Linked DNA regions of Mus musculus: region 1 is linked to region 2. A link is a contact called in public Hi-C data. All regions are on one chromosome and are shown on one strand. The core of a region is the stretch at or near the end of the contact, and the rest is flanking DNA. Distances in the headings are between cores, read along the strand shown.

Region 1 (3,741 bases), core at 620-3,119, 180 kb before region 2:
AAGCTCAAGGCCCACATGGGATACATGGCAAGGCCCTCGTGGGTATGTGTGCTGCTTGTATGTCTCTGTGTACCCTTTGTTTAAAAAGTAGATTTATTTATATATTTATTTATTTATTTATTTAATGAATGTGAGCACACTCTGTCTTCAGGCACACCAAAAAAGGGCATCGGATTCCTATTACAGATGGTCGTGAGCCATCATGTGGTTGCTGAAAATTGAACTCAGGACCCCTGGAAGAGTAGTCAGTGCTCTTAACCGCTGAGTCATCTTTCCAGCCCACAAGGCCCTCTCTTAAGACAAAAAAAATACAAAAAAAAAAAAGACACATTTATAAAAAGCCGGTCATGGTGGCACATGCCTTTAATCCCAGCACTTGGGAGGCAGAGGCAGCTGGATTTCTGAGTTCGAGGCCAGCCTGGTCTACAAAGTGAGTTCCAGGGCAGCCAGGGCTACACAGAGAAACCCTGTCTCGAAAATACAAAAAACAACAACAACAAAAAAAAAACCCTGACTCAAAAAAGAAAACCAATAATAATGATTATTATTGTAATTATAATAATGGGGCCAGGTAGAAGTCCTTTAGGTCAGTGGGCTGGCACATTTTCCAAGAGATCAGTAAGAACCCAGCTTTTGTCTTTTTCTCTCTTTAGTTTCTAAGTCATGAAGTGAGTAATTTTGTTCCTGCCATGATCTATCACTTCACCAATCATGCACAATCTGAAGTCTTTGAAATTTGAGCCAAATTCCCCTTCTCTCTTTATAACCTGGCTGCTTCAGGTGCTTGTTACACTTATAAAACGCTGACAAGTAGAAAGAACCAAGCGAGTCACAACCCCACCAACCCCTCCAACACTAGGAATGAAGGGAAGGGCAGTGAGCGGCTTCCATACCACCCCCACCCCCCAATCCTCTGGCCCTTTTGCTTGTGGCTCAAGAAGCACATTAAGACCTGATAAATGACTGTTCAAGAGTAGAGACTCTGGCTGGGCATGATGGTGGCACACACCGTTAACCCCAGCACTCTGGAGGCAGCTGACAGAGCTCTGTGAGTTCAAGGGTAGTAGACTGGTCTAAATAGTGAGATCTGACTCAAAAACAAAAAACAAACAAACAACAATAACAAAAACAAAAAAAACAAAACAAAACAAAAAACAGAAAATAGTGCAGAGTATGAGCCTGGGATGTACTCAGTGTTAGAATGTGTGAGCCTGGGATGTACTCAGTGTTAGAATGTGTGAGCCTGGGATGTACTCAGTGGCAGAATGTGTGAGCCTGGGATGTACTCAGTGGCAGAATGCTTGCCAGACATGCCCTGGGCTCAGTCAGCACCACCAAAAAGAAAAACAAAAAAGAAGAAGAGAAGAAAGAAGAAGAGGAAGTTGAAAAAAAAAAAAAGAAGAGGAAGATGAATAGGAGGAGGAGGAGGGGAGCATAGATCCTGGATTAAGGCAGAGAGGGTTCAAATTCCTGCTCCAGAGAATTACTTCACCTTTCTCTACCTTATTTTCCACAGCAATAAAACAGTAAGCAGCTCAGGCTTCAAAGGACTGCCGTGAGGATTGTGGCCTATGTCCCAATGCTCTCAGACAGCTAAAACGCAGCATGCCTGCACAGCTATTTGTACCTACATAGTCTGAGACCCACCTACAGATTCTGAGAACCCCGCGACGGCCCTCGAGGGCCCCCCCTGCCTCCTGGAGTCCCCGCTCACCTGGGTCCGTAGGTGCTGCTGTTCCCGCTCTAGCTTCTCCTGGTGCAGCAGCCGCACCTGCTCCTGCTGCTGCTGCAGCTGCACCTGCTGGGCAATCACCTTGAGTTTTTCCGGGTACATGTGGGCCTCGAGGGAGCGCACCTGCAGGTGGGATAGCACAGCGCTGAGAGGTGGGGCAAGGCCACACCTGCTCCACCAGTGGCGCTAACACCACAGGGCAATCCTAAACCGAAAACCCTGACAGAGAGCGCCCCCTCCAGGGCAGACGGAAGGCTCTCCCCTTCTCACCTCTAAACTTTTGTCTCTACTGTTTCCAATACAAAAAAACAAAAAACCCTTTCCCTTCTGACTGACTAGCTGGTTTCCTTATAGAAGCCATGAAGAACAACCTGGGGAACCAGGTCAAACCCTTCCTGGTGCCACAGCTCCTATGGAGTCTTATTTCAGCTGTATTTGTATTTGTGTGTGTGTGTGTGTGTGTGTGTGTGTGTATGTGTGTGTTGTGTCTGTATACCTGGAGTTGAGCCCAGAACTTACATGCTAAGCTCTCTGTAACTGAACTAAACAACCCAGCCCTAGGTTGTATTTTATGTTTTTAATAAAGAACTGTTGGCCAAGTGTGCTAGCACATGCCTCTCATCCCAGCACTCAGGAGGCAGAGGCAGGCAGATCTCTTGACTCTGAGGCCAGCCTGGTCTATAAAGCAAGTTCTATGACAGCCAAGGCTACATAGAGAAATCCACTCTTGAGAGAAAGAAAGAAAGAAAGGAAGGAAGGAAGGAAGGAAGGAAGAAGAAAGAGAGAGAGAGGAAGAAAAAGAAAGAGAGAAAAAGAGAGAGAGAAAGAAAGAAAGAGGGGCTGGTGAGATGGCTCAGTGGGTAAGAGCACCCGACTGCTCTTCCGAAGGTACGGAGTTCAAATCCCAGCAACCACATGGTGGCTCACAACCATCTGTAACAAGATCTGATGCCCTCTTCTGGAGTGTCTGAAGACAGCTACAGTGTACTTACATATAATAAATAAATCTTTAAAAAAAAAAAAAAAAAAAAAAAAAAAGAAAGAAAGAAGAAAGAGAGAGAGAGAGAGGAAGAAAAAGAGAGAAAGAGAAAGAGAGAGAGAGAAAGAGAGAAAGAAAGAAAGCAAGCAAGCAAGCAAGCAAGCGCCAGGGGTGGTGGCGCACGCCTTTAATCCCAGCACTTGGGAGGCAGAAGGCAGGCGGATTTCTGAGTTCGAGGCCAGCCAAGTCTACAGAGTGAGTTCCAGGACAGCCAGGGCTACACAGAGAAACCCTGTCTTGAAAAACCAAAAAAAAAAAAAAAAAGAGAGAGAGAGAGAAAGAAGGAAAGAAAGGAAGAAAGAAAGAAAAAGAGAAAGGAAGGAAGGAAGGGAGAGAGAGAGAGAAAGAAAGAAAGAAAGAAAGAAAGAAAGAAAGAAAGAAAGAAAGAAAGAAAGAAAGAGCGAGCAAATGAACTGTTGACTAATCCCTCTTAGTCCTACACAAACTGGAGAGCAGAGCACCTACTCTTAGGCCTAGTATAGAGCAGGTACTGTGTGTGTGTATCTGTCTGTCTGTCTGTCTGTCTGTGTCTGCATCTGCGTGTCTGTACATTTGAGGGTTCTCCCTGTATGAATCCACACCATTGGGTGACTGTAGAAGTCAGAAGCGGAAGATGGCGTCAGAGTCCCTGAAACTGGGGCTGTGTGTGGCTGTCTGCAACCATGTGGGTGCTGGAAAGTCAACTGCATTCAGATCCTCTGCAAGAGCAACACGTGTTCTTAACCCTAGGCCATCTCATGGAACAGACACTCTTGTAAATACTTGCTAAAGGGAGGAACAGACCACAGAATCCATCCTCTGACTCTGGGCATCACACTGGCCAGCAGAGGGCACTGCTTCACCTGCTCTTCCAGCATCATCCGCACGGAGCGCTCCTTGTCCAGCTGTTGTCGCAGCTCGATCATCTCTCTCCTAAGGTCCTCAGCCTTCTCATCCTCCCAGATGTCGGGTGAGCCAATGCCCTCATCCT
Region 2 (4,080 bases), core at 170-2,669:
GTCTAGCATGCTGGAGATCCTGGATTCAATCCCTAGTAGTGTGTCCTCTTTCAACAACAACAACAACAACAACAACAACAACACAGAAAAGAAGGCTCTGAGGAGAGCTTACATAAACTACTTTCTTGTAACTCTGTCCCAATAAAATCCAACACCCTGGTCCTGCTCATGCAGAAACTGCCTTCATACTTTGGTCATCAATTAGATTATCTAGGCTGCTTCCAGAACTTGTTGTTTTTTTTGTGAATAGTGTTGAGTAGGAAAAGATTCTGCAAATTTGGTTAAAGCTTCTAGTGTGGAAATCTTCCTAGCTTGTGGGTGCATCGTGCACCTGAATAATAGAGAGGTAGAAAGAGAACATTTGTTGGGTTGGGGAGACATAACTCTGCAAAAGTAAGGAACTTTTCTATGTCCTCCTTGCTTAATGACACGGAGACCTTTATATTTATTATAAAGGTGAGGCGCAGAGCCAGGCAGACTCTAAGCTATTCTAACCAAGTATGCTGGCCTACTTCCCAGCCATGTGGACCTTTCCTGCCTTCTCAGGCTTGCTCTGGCTCCTCCTCCTTCATTCCTGTTCGGATTCCTGTCTCCCTTCTCTCCCACCTGAGATGCTCTCTCTGTCTCTGGCCTCAGAAGTCCTGCCATATCCTCTCCTGCCCAGCCATAGGCTATTAAGCTCTTTATTTAACCAATCAGGAGGTGATAGAGAATAATATTTTATAAAATACTGAGTCATACTAAAGTCGAGACTGGAGCTGGACCTCTGGGTACAGGAATCAGACAGAATACAGAGTGCACAGAAATGTCCCTCAGCATAACTCAGTAAGAGAGCTTACTCAAAATCTAGAATTCCATCTCCAGCACAAAACCAAACCAAAACTTTAATAGTTAAAAAAGTAATTAAGTGCTGGGCAGTGAGTGGTGGTGCATGCATTTAATAACCCCAGCACTTGGGAGGCAGAGGCAGGCGAATTTCTAAGTTCGAGGCCAGCCTGGTCTACAGAGTGAGTTCCAGGACAGCCAGGGCTATACAGAGAAACCCTGTCTCGAAACACCCCGCCCCCCCAAAAAGAATCTATTAATTCTTCCCCAACAAGTTACATTCCCAACCCTTTTGTGTTTTTGTTTGAGCACTGACAAATGCTCACACTGTAGCCCAGGTTGCTCTTGAATTCTCCAGGTTGCTCTTGAATTCTCCAGCCTCAACCCCACCCCTGTCCCCCACCGAGTGCTGGGATTCCAGGCTTGAGCCCCCACTCTCGATCAACAAGCAGTTGGCTTTGGCTGACACGCTTCCTTCCTCTCCGGTTAACATTACTACTCCCCACTCCCGAAGCTTTCTCAGAAGGCAGTGTCGGCTCGCCCAAGAGCCTCCCGCTAGCTGCCGTGCGCCTGGGGGCGTGGCCTGGTGACTCCGCCCCTCGCTGCGTGCGCACGTCCTACCGTCCTGGCGCTCGCCCTCTCGGCTGCGAAGGTACAGAGAGAGTCGCAGACGCGGAGACTGACTGACCTGCGGAGCCACTGACGGTGAGTGGTCCGCTCTGTGCCCCGTCCTCCCCTCCCGGGTCCTTGCATGGCGGCGGCCTTCTTCGAAGCTCTGCTCCGCTGTCCCCCCGCGACTCGTCCTCAGCCTGAGGGGACGTCGGGCGGGGGGTGGCCGGAAGCGGGCTGAGGCGGGCGAGCGAGCGAGCGGGAGACTGGGGGTCGGAGAGGGGCCACCGAGCGGGCCTTGAGCGTCAAATGAGCCCGAAACCGCGGACGTCGCGCTCTAGACGGCTTTGAGCTCCATCCCCAAGAGTCCTCTGGTGTTCCCGTGGGGCATAGCCCCTCCCAGCGTCACGAATGCTCTTGAGGTGACTCCGGGGTCGAAGTTAGTGCAGCAGCGCAGCACATGAGCCTACCTGAGGTCCCGGAGGAGCCCGGGGCGTGGCGGCCTTGTTGGCCAGCCTTCAGTGGCTCCCCTCGGTGGCAAGATCCCTTAGAATCCCTGTGGGGACTTGATGAGTGACCTGTGGTTCTGAGTGCAAGACTGGGAGGACTCAGTCGTAGATGTAGCCGGTTGGTCTGGCCCAGGAGGTCACCTGTCACCACCAAAGCACAGAGCTCCAGGTGACTTAATTGCTCTGTAAGAACTGCCTGGACCGCCTTGCACACTGCTTGCACAAGGACTGTCTTGTGTCATGCCGTTTAAATTGGTTCTGAAGGACCAGTTGTGGCCTGTGTTCAATTGTGGGCACCGCAAACTCAACTAGAGAAGGGAGTGTTCCCGAAAGACAGAAATATCATATACTGTCCAGTTGAGGGAGAGCGCTTGCTCTCCAGTCCTTTCTAAATCCTTGAGTGTTTTACTACCTATAAAGTGAGAATATTAAGAGACTCGTGAAGTAAATCCACGAACATTCCACAGGCGAGATAACAGCACTGAAGATCTTAGTTATGCATAGACATCCTGTGATTTTTTCAGAAGTGGATTAGAGATTAGAAATGGTTTTGTTTAAGTGGTCATACTGGCCTTAAACAGTCTAGTCATGTAGAAGGTTTTGTGCGTTCCTATTTCTGGTATAGTGCTTCAGTTTATAATAGTTATTATAAATGTCATTTAATACATAATTATTAAGAAAGTTTTTTTTGGCGGTGCAGTTTGAACAAGATGAGCATGTATTTTACTACTGAGCCCACAACCCTACCCAGTGTTTTGTGTTTTGAGAAGGAAATCTTGCCATGTAGTGTGCACTAACTGAATTTGAGATCCTCAGGCTCCTAACTGTTAGGATTATGATGAGCTTGCACTATAGTGCCCAGCCTAAATCTTTTTTTCCCCCCTTTGAGTCAGGCTCTCTCAAAATTATTTAGTCCTGTCTTTAAACTTTCTCTATAGACAGGCCTCAACTCACAGAGATCCCACTGCCTCTGCCTCCTCTGTGCTGGGATTAAGGTGGGTACATCATGCTGTTTTGTCAATGTTTTTAGTTTCTTTGAAGAGTAAAAAGTATTCAGTTTTTTCTTTTTTTCCCAGAAACATCACAAGACATAATCTGTTTGCTAGGAGTTCCCAGTTCAGTAGGATATTTATAAATTCACTTGATAAAAATTGGTAAACATTTGCTGATAAAGTCCCTCAGCCAAAACACTGATTAGGGTGTGAGGATCTGTGAGCCTTGGAAAGTTGCATGCTTACTGAATGGCCTGATCTCACTGGGGACCTGAAGAGGAAATCCTGCAAGGCCCCTGGTTTGACTTGAGTTCCTTTCTTTCTTTGCTTGTGGCAGTCAGTTGAGACGTTGAGTCACTAGATATAGGAATATGAGTGCTCTACAATTGCTAAAGCCACTGAGCTACAGAGGTCAAATGTTAATTGTCTTTAACTTAGTCAGATGTGTTGAAACTTGGCAGACTTGGATAGTTGGGCCTACCTTGACTTTTAAATTTTTCTTTTAATAGCAGACTGTACAGGACAGCTGTACTTTGCATCAGAATTGCACCAAAAACTAGAATATCACCCTTCCAGAAGGCAGATCTTTTAGAAACTGGAATTGCATAATTCAGAGTAAAATTCATAACTTAGCCTTTCACTCCTTGGAGAAACAAAACAAAATAAAACCTCAAATGGTCTTTGAATCTTACTGGCCATAGTTAAGTAAAAAATTAAATGTATTCCTTTTTTGGATGCTTGGGAAGCAACCAATGGGAATTTCGGAGCTGGTATAAGACATAGTGATCTGCTGTAATTCCAGCATTTGGAGTTGTTCAAGGACATCCTTGACTACTTATGTCCATTGGTGTTTTTCCCACGTTTGTGTCTATGTCTGATCCCCTGGAACTGGAGTTATAGACAGTTATGAGCTGCCACGTGGATGCTGGGAATTAAACCTTTAGAAGAACAGTCAGTGCTCTTAACTGCTGAGCCATTTCTCCAGCCCCCTAATATCAGTTCTTGGCAATAGAGAAAGATTTTTTTGCTTGCTAAAATTTGTAGCCAGGTATTGGTTTTCTGACTTTTTTGTAGCATCTGAGCTGGAGTTGGGGTGCAAGGTAATCTACTTGAAAATTCAGGAGCAGCCAGACAGTGGTGGCATA

The links. Hi-C and Micro-C count contacts between places; a contact is called where the count stands out from the background.
Region 1: a Hi-C map of the G1E-ER4 cell line shows a contact between it and region 2, with 2.9 times the contacts expected there. The contact joins the enhancer-like site here to the promoter of Hmox2 in region 2. A contact is called at or near these places in 8 of 39 promoter capture datasets (the 3T3-L1 cell line, 3T3-L1-derived adipocytes, cranial neural crest and 5 more), 2 of 484 Hi-C or Micro-C datasets (CD4 T cells and the G1E-ER4 cell line), 5 of 115 datasets of contacts at active chromatin or transcription factors (the SCID.adh cell line, embryonic stem cells, epiblast stem cells and 1 more) and 3 of 9 other capture datasets (adipose tissue, liver and pancreatic islet).

What each region holds. Positions count from the first base shown.
Region 1 is chr16:4,547,617-4,551,357 of GRCm38.p6, forward strand. It overlaps Tfap4 (transcription factor AP4), which reads right to left. Exons shown (of 7, transcript NM_031182.2): 4 at 3,614-3,741; 5 at 1,715-1,855. Among named protein-coding and RNA genes, the nearest start is that of Tfap4, 10 kb to the right of the region's middle. Within about 2 kb of position 1,870, at least 10 of the 459 cell types and tissues checked have an H3K27ac peak or open chromatin away from gene starts, as enhancers often do. A contact at or near this core is called in the G1E-ER4 cell line, where this site is marked.
Region 2 is chr16:4,724,942-4,729,021 of GRCm38.p6, forward strand. Hmox2 (heme oxygenase 2) reads left to right here and starts at 1,420. Exons shown (of 6, transcript NM_001136066.2): 1 at 1,420-1,530.